2 separate regions of the Mus musculus genome follow, and region 1 is linked to region 2. A link is a contact called in public promoter capture Hi-C data. All regions are on one chromosome and are shown on one strand. The core of a region is the stretch at or near the end of the contact, and the rest is flanking DNA. Distances in the headings are between cores, read along the strand shown. Region 1 holds the start of Ntn3 (netrin 3). Region 2 holds the start of Zfp598 (zinc finger protein 598).

What was found. Promoter capture Hi-C pulls out the DNA fragments that hold promoters and counts their contacts.
Region 1: a promoter capture Hi-C map of liver shows a contact between it and region 2, with 2.2 times the contacts expected there. The contact joins the promoter of Ntn3 here to the promoter of Zfp598 in region 2. A contact is called at or near these places in 5 of 39 promoter capture datasets (hippocampal neurons, liver, pre-B cells and 1 more), 1 of 484 Hi-C or Micro-C datasets (liver), 2 of 115 datasets of contacts at active chromatin or transcription factors (bone marrow-derived macrophages and pancreatic cancer cells) and 1 of 9 other capture datasets (liver).

What each region holds. Positions count from the first base shown.
Region 1 is chr17:24,204,567-24,211,404 of GRCm38.p6, reverse strand. Ntn3 (netrin 3) reads left to right here and starts at 2,018. Exons shown (of 6, transcript NM_010947.3): 1 at 2,018-3,346; 2 at 3,418-3,606; 3 at 3,690-3,839; 4 at 3,962-4,012; 5 at 4,123-4,197; 6 at 4,458-6,838. The coding sequence starts at 2,419. The coding sequence ends at 4,807. It overlaps Tbc1d24 (TBC1 domain family, member 24), which reads left to right and starts at 5,843. Exons shown (of 8, transcript NM_173186.4): 1 at 5,843-5,931.
Region 2 is chr17:24,666,027-24,672,930 of GRCm38.p6, reverse strand. It overlaps Zfp598 (zinc finger protein 598), which reads right to left and starts at 3,244. Exons shown (of 12, transcript NM_183149.2): 1 at 2,958-3,244. The coding sequence starts at 3,173.

The DNA of each region.
Region 1 (6,838 bases), core at 769-3,268, 460 kb after region 2:
GAGCTTGAGCAGTTGCAGGTGTGAGGCAGGGGTGGGGGGGGGGCTGGGGGGGAAAGGAGGGCGGAACCTCTTTGTTACAGAAAATGCCTGGAGGGGGTAGGGAATCATGAGAGGAGAGGCCTAAGAGGCCTCAATCAGGGGCGGAGGCAGGTGGCTGGGTCCACAGAGAGTTATAAGCAGCTCTTGGAGACTAGAGAAAGCTATCCCAATGCCCAGTCCACCATCTGCAAGAGTAGCCCTGGGGCCAGACAATGTGTGCAAAGGGCAATTCTAGGAAAGAGCTCTGAAGCCCATGCCTCCTCCTTGAAGGGCTGGTGAGGCAATGGCCATTTGAGCTCCTGTCCGGCTCCATCCCTCAGGACCTGATCAATGCAGAGATCACCAGGCACCAACTTCCACCCACATCAGAATCCATCTCATACTCTGCAGACCCCAGCAGTCACAGTTCACAGGGAGCTGAGCTAGAGATAAGGCTTACTTCACTGTTGGCGTGAAAGGCTGTCCCCCTGTCCCACCTCCCATAGTTGTCTGACAGTCTGGGGACTCTAGCATGGGCTTGATGTTCAGAGGACAGCCTGGTTTTCCCCTGAGTCAGCTGTTCTAGAGGAACAAGTGTCCAACACCCTGCCACACTGCTTCTCTCCCGGTGCCTGCCTCTGCCGCAGCCCCTGTGTCCTGGGAAGGGTCCAGGGTTCTTGTTTCACTATTCCTTTCCTGAGAGCTTCTGTTTCTCTCCTTTTTTGTTGTAGGAACACTTTCAGTCCAGAATGCTAGCTCTGAGTATACAGGCATTCTCCCTCATATGGCCTCTCTTACCATCTGCAGGGACTGGCCTGTGGTCAGCCTCCTTTCTGAAACCAGGTAATTGGACCTCAGGACTGCTCCCCCAAGATGGAACTGTATCCCACCCGCTCTTCGTGGAGTCCATGGCAGCCTTGCCTGGTCCGTCAGGGACCAAAGGCAGTGAGTGGTTCCTCTTGGCAAGACCCTCTCAGCCACAGCCCACCTCCAACTTGTACCCCAGCAACTCATCTGGGGCATCTGCCTGTTTTTCTACCCAGATGTACTAGGCTGTAGACGGTCAGGTTCAGGGATTCTGACTCTGGTTTATTTGTGACCAGCCCCTCTCCAGTCGTTAAATCCCACTCCTTACCTTTCCACGAGGGTGGGGGTGGGGTAACAGGTGAACAGACCTTGAACCCCAAGGGACCATCAAATAGGCTGTACTTTGTGCTCAAACTTTCAAGCCCTTCTGGACAATGGGGCTATCCTATGACACAGCTATACCCTGAGACCCAGGAGTGATTTAGATTAAGAGATTGGCTGGATCTCACTGTCCAACCGTGACCTCATCACTTAGCCGCATCCCTAGTGCACCTCGCTTAGGATGATATCTATGTTAGCTCATCAAATGCTCCCAGCAACTCCACAAAGCATGGCAAACAATAGACATTTTGGTGGATGAGGAAACTGAGGAACTCAGGCCACACAGCCAGAAATCCAAACAGCTTGGATTTAAAATAAGACCTGAGTTCTTTCTGCTAGAACAGACTACTGCCTTGGGGATACCTTACAAGAACACCAGCCCCAACTGTCTTCTTCCCCCATTCTGGGGAGCATCCAAGACTTCAAGCTTCAGTTCTAAGGTTGTGCCTGCATGATGGGCCTCTGGGAGGAGTGGCCCAGACCCCAGCCCAGCACGTGGCACCACCCCAGGAGCAGTCAAAGCCTGGCTTCAGGCCGAGGACCCTGCTGGGTGGTCCCTCACGGGCTGTAAGGCTGAGCTGCCCCCTCCCGTAAGCGCATTCCTGGCTCTCCAGCCCCTCCCCCCGGATCGTGGGCCTCCCAGCCCCCTCCCGCGCTGGCCCAGCCTGTGTCTGAATCTGCTTCTGATTCTGGCTGTCGGGACAAGGCCCCCTCCCCTCCTTCCTTCCCGGCCCGAGCAGCTCCGCCCCTGGCTAGGACCAGGCTTGCTCCTGCTGAGCCCCCCACCCCCTTCTGGCACAGCTCCTCTGCTCTCGCTGCAGCCAGGAGAAGCCGGCAGCCCGGGCGCCCCAGGCCCCGCCCGCCCAAGGCCCTTCCCGGGAGGCCGGGAGACCTGCTCCTCCTGGCCCTCCGTGGGTGAGTGCTGGCGGCCGGCGGCGGGTGGGGCCTCCGCGGGCGGAGGCACCGGGAGCGGGGGCGACGCCTGTCAACGCTTCAGGCCTAGCAGGAGGACTCGCCAACATCCCTGCTCCTGTGCTCGGCCCCGGGCGTGCCGGTGGCTGCTCCCACTTCTGGGCCTGTGCTGGGGGCCGCCCTGGTGCTCTGCTATCTTGGCACTGCAGACCCGGCACGCAGAGTAGCGGACTAGGCTCTCTCTTCGAGGGCAGACTCGTTAGGCGGAAGCTGGCTGGTTGACTTACAGCGGCCACGGCCATGCCCACCTGGCTCTGGGGGCTGCTGCTGACCGCGGGCACGCTCTCCGCTGCACTGAGCCCAGGGCTGCCGGCCTCTGCCGACCCCTGCTATGATGAGGCGAGGGAGCCTCGCTCTTGTATTCCTGGCCTTGTGAACGCTGCTCTGGGCCGAGAGGTGCTGGCGTCCAGCACGTGCGGGAGGTCGGCCAATCGCGTCTGCGATTCCTCGGACCCGCAGCGGGCACACTCTGCAGACCTCCTGACCTCTGCTCCGGGCACTGCAAGTCCTCTCTGTTGGCGCTCCGATTTGCTGCAACAGGCACCTTTCAACGTAACCCTCACAGTGCCCCTGGGGAAGGCTTTTGAGCTGGTCTTCGTGAGCCTGCGCTTCTGCTCAGCTCCTCCAACCTCCGTGGCCCTGCTTAAGTCGCAGGACCATGGCCGCAGCTGGGTCCCCTTGGGCTTCTTCTCTTCCAGCTGTACCCTGGACTATGGCCGTCTGCCTGCTCCTGCTGATGGCCCTTCTGGTCCAGGGCCAGAAGCCCTCTGCTTTCCAGCCCCCCAGGCTCAGCCTGATGGTGGAGGCCTTCTGGCCTTCAGTGTGCAGGATGGCAGCCCACAGGGCCTGGATCTGGACAACAGCCCCGTGCTCCAAGACTGGGTGACTGCCACAGATATTCGCATAGTACTCACAAGGCCTGCCATTCAGGGAGACACCAGGGACGGTGGGGTGACAGTCCCCTACTCCTACTCAGCCACTGAGCTTCAGGTGGGAGGTCGATGCAAGTGCAATGGGCATGCCTCACGGTGTCTGTTGGACACCCATGGCCACCTGGTCTGCGACTGCCAGCATGGTACAGAGGGCCCTGATTGCAGCCGCTGCAAGCCCTTCTACTGCGACAGGCCATGGCAGCGGGCTACAGGGCAGGAAGCCCACGCTTGCCTTGGTGAGGCCTTGGAGGGTAGCCTGGGGACTTCTGACCAGGCAGGGCTGCCCCTGACTGACCCTTCCCTGCAGCTTGCTCCTGCAACGGCCATGCGCGAAGATGCCGCTTCAACATGGAGCTCTACCGACTGTCCGGCCGCCGCAGTGGGGGCGTGTGCCTCAACTGCCGGCACAATACAGCTGGTCGTCACTGCCACTACTGCCGGGAGGGCTTCTATCGTGATCCAGGCCGTGTCCTGAGTGACCGTCGTGCTTGCAGAGGTGAGCCTGCCACCTATACACGTTCGTGATTTACTTCCCCAGAACCCCAGCTACAGTTCTGAGCTTATCATTTCTGTCCTCAGCTTGTGACTGCCACCCAGTTGGTGCTGCTGGCAAAACCTGTAACCAGACCACAGGCCAGTGTCCCTGTAAGGATGGTGTTACTGGCCTCACCTGTAACCGCTGTGCCCCAGGTTTCCAGCAGAGCCGTTCTCCTGTGGCACCTTGCGTTAGTGAGTGACCCTGCCCTGTCTCAGTCACCTCAGCCAAAGTCGCATCAGCTACTGACTGTTGTCTGTTCCCTGAGCCTTTCCGTCAGATACCCCATTATAGACTATTCTCCCACACTCCTTAGAGACTCCTGTCCCTGGACCCACCGAAGAAAGCAGTCCTGTGGAGCCACAGGGTGAGTGGACACCAGAGCCCAGACTGGCCTGGGGAAGAGGGCCCTAGCTAAAGCAGACCAGTGTGGGGTAGAGGCATGGGAATCTGCTAGTCTCCACTCTTTCCCCCTAGACTGTGAGTCACATTGCAGACCTGCGCGTGGCAGTTACCGAATCAGCCTGAAGAAGTTCTGCCGGAAGGACTATGGTAGGCTGCCTCACTCCAGCTCTTCCATCTCGCCCCCAGCTCCTTTGAATACCTTGACCCTGGCTGTACTTCAAGGCTCTTTCTTTCCTCGGGTCTCCCACTGATGCGGGCTTTGGCAGCTATGTCTTAAGTGTACCTCCCTCTAGTGGGTGACCTCTTCATGTCTCTCCTAAGCCATTTGGACATTCTATGCTTCTCTATACAGACCCCTCCGGCCCTGCCCCACTTAACCTGATCGCTTTTCCACGCCCCCCCCGCAGCGGTGCAGGTGGCAGTGGGTGCACGCGGTGAGGCCCGCGGCTCGTGGACACGCTTTCCGGTAGCGGTGCTTGCTGTGTTCCGCAGCGGCGAGGAACGCGCTCGACGCGGGAGCAGCGCGCTGTGGGTACCAACTCTAGACGCGGCCTGCGGTTGCCCGCGCCTCCTGCCCGGCCGGCGTTACTTGCTGCTGGGAGGTGGGCCGGGGGCTGCAGCTGGGAGCACAGCGGGCCGGGGACAGGGGCTCAGTGCTGCCCGTGGAAGCCTCGTGCTGCCTTGGAGAGACGCCTGGACCCGGCGCCTGCGGAGGCTGCAGAGGAGAGAGCGGCGGGGGCGCTGCGGGACCGCCTGAATCTGCAAGCTGGGCGTGGACTGGGCGGACTCAGCTCTCTTATCACTGGGCGCGGCGCGTTCATCAGAGCACTAGGCTGGAAGTGTCACGTGCATCGCCATCTAATTTCCCCCTACCCCCATCCCCGCTTGAAACCTATTTGGCGATACCCTACCCCCAACTTAGAGGAGTATGATGGCCCCTAAGAGCTATCTGGAGGCTCCTAGGGCAGCTCAGAGGACCCTGATCTTATCCCTCTTGGCTGATACCCGACGTCTCTTAAAGGTGTGAACCCGCCTATTCCCAGGGGATGCTAGGATGATCCCTCTGGGGTTTGAGCACATCCCACGGGCCAATGTGATTCATCAACTCTCTGATGCTGTGATACACTAGAGTTCTCCAACCTCTCCAAAACCACTGTTGCCACCATAATTGCCTGTACACCGCTGCAGGGGCTGTGGCTCAATTGCACAGCCAAGACAGCGACGTCTCTGCCCTCCAGCCGGGAATGTACAAAGAGTATTGTAGGCTCCCCTGTCCAGTGTCATGGATCTTGTCCCCATATCCATTCTGGCCTGCCTCTGCCGGTCACGTGACCGTGTCCCCATCCGCAGCTGCATCACTGCCTGTGTCCCATATCTTTCTTGTTCCGTTGTACCCTTTTCTGGGGTCCATCCAGCTGTCGCTTTCTACCACGACTCCTACCAGTCTTGGCCTCTTGGCTCCATGACACAGGTCCTGCCCCTAGCTAGGAGCCCTACACTCTATCCGCTCAAGACTGGACGTCGAGAAGGGGCAGATCAGGTCCACGTGTGACCGGACCAGAGGCGACTTCCACGGGCAGCCGTCGGAGTTCTAGTCGTCCGTGACTTTGCCTTACACCAGGCGCTAGGGTCCCCACCTCTTTAGGCGAGCCCCCGCCCCTTAGCGCGGGAACCGCTGTTTGGCTAGCGCATGCTCCCGACTTGGCCGCCGCCGGGCGCAAATGCGCATGCTCAGAGCCGGCAGCACTGAGACGCGGGGCACTCGGGGTGGGCAGCCCGCAAGCGCGTGCTTGTGGGGCGGGGCCGCCTACGCGCGTGCGCAGAAAGTCCAGTGCGGTCCAGCGGAGAGCCGAAGGGAGAGGTGCGGTGCGGCGCGCCGAGGTGGGTGCGCGGCGGGGGCGTGGCGGCTGGACGCGGGGTGTGGGGGTGTCACTGCCACGGTGCGCTGACCGGCGGCACGGATGTACTGAGGGAGGGGGGCACGGGTTGTGCTCCGTGTCTTGGTCGCTGCGGGTTAGGGGGCTCCAGAGTCTAATGCTGCGTGCGTGACGTGGGCCCCGGAGTCAGAACCCTTTGGGCAGGCCCGGCTTTCCTCGATCATCCCTGCCTTCTCTGGGCTCTGTGTCGTGGGCAAGAACTGCCTCTGTGTCAACCTTCCCTTGGGGCACTTTCCGTCCCTGCGGAATAGGAAATCCTCTTTCTGTATTCGTTCGAAATTGCAGCAGTGTTCATATACCTTTGCCCTCGGAGACCTGCAACAACCCAGGCCCTTCACTTGCCAAAGATGACACAACTGCCCACCTGAAGCTTAGGGACTTTCCCAGCCTGAGAGCCCTATCCAGCCAGTGTCCCTGACATGCCTTGGTCACCTGTGCCTTAGCTTGGCCCTGTGCTTCAGGAGTTTTGAATAACAGCTGGAGGGCAGAGCTGGCACCACACGGGGTGGGCTGCACATGACAGAAGTCAGTCTGCTGGGTGCTGGCAGCCTGACCACAGATTTTCCTTGACAGACCTGACTCAGTTCAGAAATAGTGCTCTGGCCTTCTTGGATGGGGACTCACTGGGCTAACTTTAAAGGCCAAAGATTGTCTAGCCCAGCCCGGACATATGCAGGCATAGGTTGGCCATTTGGGCGGTTGTGTTGCTGTCTTTCCAAGGTAAATAAAGGATTTTCCTTGTCTCACCATGTTCTGCTGGAAGGTCAGCAAGCTACTCCCAGGCAGTTGGTACAACTGTCCCATGGCATGCGTTGCCATGTCATCTACTTGGGGACAATGACTCCATTCTC
Region 2 (6,904 bases), core at 1,995-4,494:
GCAGCTCCAGTTCTAGGGGAATCCAACATCATCTTCTGGAAAACATGCATACATGCATAAAAGAAAAATAAATCAGCCGCACCTTTAATCCCAACATCCCAGAGGCAAAGACAAGTGGATTTCTGCTGAGTACAAGACCACCCTGGTATACAGAGTGAATTCGACAACAGCCAGGGCTACATAGAGAAACCCCATCTCAATCAATCAATCAAGCAAGCAAGCAAGCAAGCAAGCAATCTTTAAATTAAGAAAGAAATTATTATTTTATGCATATATATTTCTGTGTGTATGTTTATGCACAACACTAATGTTAGGTGCTCACAGATGTTAGAAACAGGTATGGTGGGAGCCCAAAAGGGACAGGAGCAGAGAGCCTTTGGAAAGGCCAGGAATCCCAGCCCTTAGGAGGCAGAAACAGGTAGATCCCTGCGAGTTCCAGGCCAGTCTGTGTACATAGTGAGACTGTCTCAGAAAAGGAAGAAGAGTGGGAGGGACCAGATGACAGACAAGCATTCACAACAGAAAATGCCATTGCATCATCAGGTCCAGCCTGCCGACCTGGGCCTTGGAATAACCCTGGGAAGGCCCTCCGCATTCCCCTCCCACTTCCTGCTTGTGGGTGGGGGTGTGGCCCGTCCAGAGACGGGCAAGTTGGAGAGCAACAGGATGAGAAAATGGCTCTAGAGAGATGTGTCCAGAGGAACACAAGAAGTACCTAAAGAAAGACTGAGCACAGACCTCTCCACTACTCAGCACAGGAGCCTCACACCACATGGCAGCCCACCTAAGCTGCACACTGAAGAGTCCAATTGCCCTGGCTCTTCACCAGACCAGCAGTTTCAAACTTGTATACCGTCTCTGTACTACACCCAGACCGCCCCCTACCCGAAGCCTATACAAGGTGTCACAGCAAAGGAAACTGGCCCTTCAACACATTTGTTTTGTTTAAGGCAGTTTCTGTCCAAACTCATTCTGTAGACCAGGCTTGGCCATGAACTCAGAGATCTGCCTGCTTGTGCTACAGAATGCTGGGATTAAAGGTGTGTGCCACCCCCATCCAGCTTTATATAACATCTTAACAAACATCCCTCCTAATTTTTAGTCACATGAAGGGACTAAGTCATTGTGGAATTCTGGAATTCAGGACATATTCAAAGGGTAATACAAGACTCAGTAAGGGACAAGGGTGAAGGCGCTAGGTTACAAGTGGAGGGAATCAGGATAAACGGTGAGGCTGAGCTGGACAGCTACCATCTCACCCCACTTCCCAAAGAGCTCCTGCTGCCCAGCATGGTGGTACAAGTCTAAGAGGACGCCCAGGCTTAGCCAGGGGCACAGAGTGTCAAACCACATCCCAGCCAGGGCAAGCTAACAGCTCATGTCAAAAGCCCCTGCCACAGAGCTCTTAGAGGTGTGAGGCTCAGGAAGACTGAGGGAGGGCAGACACTGGCTACAGCTGACATATGTATGTATGTTCACTCACTTCCTGAGTGAGACCCAGAGCCCAGGCCAGGACGACGTACATAAGGACCTACAAAATGTCTCCCTTCCTAGAAGGAAGCTACAGGTATGTGTGCTCAAAACCCGTGTCAGACCTTCCCATCAGCGTGTGCACGACTGGCCAGCAAAGCCCCAGCAAGACCCTGAGTAGGACACCAGCCAAAAGCTTCCAGAGATGTTTCTAAACCCCAGATCTCATCCAGTAGGGTAAGGCTCCTTCCACCACACTATGTCTGGGGTCTTCTAGTCCCTCTTCCCCAGTATGACATAGATGCTTAGGGAATGTTCCAGATTCCAGCTGAGTCTTTTGACATAAATATCAAGAAAGAAAAGCTGGGTGTGCTGGGTATGGTGGAGAATGACCTAGCCCTCAGGAGGTAGAGGCAGGTGGATCTGTGTGACTTCAAGGCCAGTCTGGTCTAGAGAATGAGTTCCAGGACTGCCAGAGCTACAGGCCCTGTCTCAAATACGGGATATGGTGGTGCACTGCCTTTAATCTCAGAAATCAGGAGGCAGATACTGGTTCTACATAACAAGTTCCAGGCCAGCCAGGACTACATAGTGAGACCCTATCTCAACGAGAAAGAAAAAGGTCAGAAAGAAAAGAAAAAAAAAAAAAAAAACTCAAAATTTTGGCATCATTTCTATCTCTGCATCACTTCTAAGAACAGGAAAGGGTGATTCCCTGGCAGAAGCCACTAGCCAAAACCTTCCACGAACCAACCAAGGTAATTTCACAATTCTGGAAGCAAACAGATCTCTACGGGCAGCAAACCAAGGGAGGTTCAGCTGGATACTCCCCATCAAAGGCTGGCATTGCTGGAGTCCTCTGACCCCCTTCGGGATTTCCAAGTCTAGACAGCCAGAAACATCCTCTTCCCACCACTCTGGAAGGAAGCCTCAAAGCTAGAACTAGTAACGAGGAGGAAAACTTCCTAAAATTGTGGACCACCAAGCACCTAGGAATCAGGTCCTGGTATCACCTCCACTCTACAAATGGAAACGCTGTCTCAGGAGCTAAGGATCACCGGTGGGGCCCAGAAGCCCAACTAGTCTGGAAATGTCCAGTTTAACCCTTTTTTTCCAGAGCAGTCAGCTTCCAGAATAGACAGTGTCTGGAGGTTCCCCCTGGCTGTCTGCTCCTCCTCAGTGACGATCCCGAAAAAATTAAGATTCACAGACAGGAGGGCTCTCGACCTGACCTTGCCCTTCCCGCAGCCAGGTCATAGGGAAAAGTCCCCAGGCTTAGAGTTCCCACAGACATCGCTCCTCCTTCCCCAGCCCGGCCGCCTCTGGCTTCTCCCAGCCCCAGGAGGCCCGGTGATCGCATGGCGCCCCGACCGACCACCCGGCCTCCGGAGGGAGCGGGTGAGGCCAGGCCGCGGCCGGACACCGAGCAGGCAAAGCCATCAGGAGTCCGCCCTCCCCGCGCCCCGTCGCGCGCCCCGCTGGCGCACCTGGCGCAGCTCCTCGCGGCACACGGCGCAGTAGCGCTGCTCGCACAGCACCCGCATCTTGGTAGAGCACCGGTAGCACACCGGGTGATCGCAGCGGCCCAGCGCCGTAGCCTCCAGGTCACCGCAGCACAGCACGCAGCTCCCGCCGCCCCGCTCCGGCGCTGCCACCGCCTCCAGAGCCGCGCGCCGCCCCTCGGCGCCCGCCGCCGCCGCCATGGCCGGGCTCCGGCCCCCTCCTGGCCGGCGCGGCACAGCGCGGCCTGGCTCCCGGCGGACCCGCCCCTTCCGTCGACGTCACTGCCCTCAGGCAACCGCCCGCCTGGCGGAAGTGCGCACTGCGACTTCCGCCCGGGCCTGGTGTTGTACAGAGCTGCCATTCGCTCATGACTGCTGCTCAAGCCTTTCCAGTCATTTAAATGCGGAGTCTCTCCGCCTTCGCCGACGCAAGCTCTGGAAACGCCGGAGGAGCTACAGGGTTTCCAGCATCATTTCCGATAAAACACGAACTGTGGTTTGTTTTTCGAGACAGGGTTTCTCTGTGTAGCCCTGGCTGTCCTGGAACTCACTCTGTACACCAGGCTGGCCTCGAACTCAGAAATTCGCCTGCCTCTGCCTCCCAAGTGCTGGGATTAAAGGCATGCGCCACTATGCCCGGCTCGATCAGTCTTAAGCTAAGTATCACACAAACATTACTTGGACGTAGTATGTAGTATGTTTGTATCTTAAATGCAAATTTCACTGGATGTCCTGGGAACATAGCTTAGTGGCAGAGACTTGCCTACCGTGCCTAGGTTCCATTCCCAGCACAAAATACATACATAAGTAATTCAGCTAGTAATGACTGAATCCGACAAATTTTTAGGAACCTTTCTATAGCCCTGCACCTCTCTTGTGTTTGGAACATAAGCCTCTGACATCAGGACATCCAGACATTCTCACCCAATCCCACTAGAGAAGGGACCTCGTGTTTTCTTGGTTGTAAGACAGACACATCCAGCCAGACATAGTATGTAGGAAAGGGAAGCACCCAGAGGTGCTTGAGTGGATAGTAGTGAACCGGAGGCTTCAAGTCTGCAGCTGTTGGGCGGTCTCCGGATTTCTGATGAAGCGAGATGGGTCCAAATCTGAACCCTTTCTAGAAAGAGTCAGTATATTGTGTGTGTGACCCCAGAGTGCCTATGGCTAGCTAGAATCAGAAATGACTTAAACCCCTAATCCTGGTACCTAGACTTACATGCTTCTGAACTAGGTTGCCCCACTGAAGCCTATAACCTCATTTGTAAAACTGGGGTCGCCATACCAACTATGTAAAGCAGACCGGGCTACATTTGCCATCTTCGGACAGATAGGGGGATTTACCTTTCTTAGGCAACTGGGCAGGGCTAAGTATTGTTAAAATGACAGGGTGTGGTCACATACCTTTCATCCTAGCACTCACAGGCATAGACTTTGTAAGTTTTGAAGTCAGCCTGGTCAACATAGTTTCAGGCCAGCCATGGCTACGTAGAAGTGAGACACTGTCTCAAAAAAAAAAAAATCTGTTAAAATGGAGGACTGGAGAGATGGCTCAACAATTAAGAGCACTAGCTTTTCTTGCAGAAGTCCTAGGTTCAATTCCCAGCACCACATGAAGGCTCACAACCAGTTCCAGGAGGTTTAATATCTTCTGGTCTCTGAGGGCACCAGGCACACACGTGGTACACAGGCAGGAAAGCAAAACACGTCCATAGAAAATAAAAATAAATTTTAAAAAATGAAAACATTTCTGTTAAGATGACAATTGAATGTTAATGATAAGCTCGTTAGATGCTGATGGCAAGTACTTTATTGTCCCAGTTTGTGCAAATAAGTACAGGCTGAGGGATGGTGAATGTGGCTTCCTAATTGACAGCTTTTGGCCTCACCCTTTGCTGCCCTGGCTTTTTTTTTAGTCAGCCAGCCAGCCAGACTACCCATCTGCCACCATTCTGAACACTCCTTAGACACCTGAGAAAACAACGCAGTGAACAGAGTTGATTATCCCTCTCCTAAAGGCACAGCCTCAATCAGAGAGCTGTTTGAAACAGTTCACACCAGACTTTTTTTTTCTTTTTTTTCCGAGACAGGGTTTCTCTGTGTAGCTCTGGCTGTCCTGGAACTCACTCTGTAGACCAGGCTGGCCTCAAACTCAGAAATCCCCTTGCCTCTGCTTCCCAAGTGCTGGGATGGATTAAAGGTGTGAGCCACCACTGCCCGGCTACACCAGACATTTTTAAACCTACACACCTGGAACTCTAGATGACCCTGTAGTCATCTCAGGCTAGAAAGGAGGACTATTTCCCATGATTGGCCAGCAGAGGGCCTACTGTGACTGAGGAGACAAGGCTGTGATTGGCATAAACATTCTCTAGCCAGGTAAGCAGACTGGCTGTTCCAGCTCAGGCCGTGAGTCACGCGAAAGCTCTCCTCTCCTACCTCTTGTGTTGCCGGTTTAGATTTAGTAAAAGGCATCTCTACAGGGGTTTTTCTTGCCTGTTTTTTTTTTTTTTTGGGGGGGGGGGTTCGAGACAGGTTTTCTCTGTATAGCCCTGGCTGTCCTGGAGTTCACTTTGTAGACCAGGCTGGCCTCGAACTCAGAAATCCGCCTGCCTCTGCCTCTGCCTCCCGAGTGCTGGGATTAAAGGCGTGCGCCACCACGCCCAGCTCTTCTTGCCTGTTTTTAATAGAGCTGACTGAATTGGTAGCATGAGAAAGAGCAGATGAGTAGCTGTGGTACTGTGACAGCACAGCTGCCCAGCACATTGGGAAATGCACAGTCATGCAGTCCATGGTTTGACAGGTCAGAGGGGAACTGCATGCAAACATTTTGCTTCACAGATTCATAAAGAGCCTGTAGGATAAAAGACAAATGGATGCAGACAGTGGTGACAGGCACATCTCTTCTGAGTCGGAGGCCAGCCTGATCTACAGAGAGAATTCCAGGACAACCAGGGCTACACAGAGAAACCCTGTGTCTCAAAAAACAAAACGAAACAAAACCAGAAAGACAAATGACCCAGGCTTGATCTACACGAGCTCTTGGACACCCAGGGCCATGTAGAGAGATCTGGGTAAAAACAAAATGTACCAAAAAAAAAAAAAACAAACAAACAGACAGACAAACAAACAAAAAAACACAACAACACAACCGTAAAAGAGACTGAAAGAGCCAAAGGAAGCACGAAGGACTCCCTAGACAACAGCAAATATCAAGGGAAACCCTTGCCTGGCAGTGGTGGCACATGCCTTTAATTCCAGCAGTTGGGAGGCAGACGAAGGTGGATTTCTAAGTTCAGGCCAGCCTGGTCTGCAGAGTGAGTTCCAGGACAGCCAGAGCTACACAAAAAAACCCTGCTCCCCCCCCCCCAAAAAAAAAAAGAAAGAAAAGAAAAGAAGAAGAAGAAGGGAAGCCCTCTTGGAGGGGTTAGGAACTAGACCAGTGCTTGCTGTGTGATACTCCCCACCACGGTGACAGTGGACTAAGCCTCTGAAACTGTAAGCAAGGGCCAATTAAACACTTCCTTTTGGGGGCTGCAGAGAAATGGCTCAGCAGTTAAGACCTCTTCCAGAAGTCCTAAATTCAATCCCAACAACCACATGGTGGCTCACAACCATCTATAATGGGATCCGATGCCTTCTTCTGGCACTGGGGTGTACAGATAGAGCACCCATTCAAAATAAATTAAAAGTAAACACTTTTTTCTTTTCAAGACAGGGTTTCTCTGTATAGCCCTGGCTGTCCTGGAACTCACTTTGCAGACCAGGCTGGCCTCGAACTCAGAAATCTGCCTGCCTCTGCCTCCCGAGTGCTGGAATTAAAGGCGTGTGCCAAGCCCGTTCCCTTGCCTGTGTTTTCTCTGGATAGTATGTAGGAACAGTGGGAATCTCATCCATTCATGCGCGTCACTAATTAGATGACGAGGCATTTG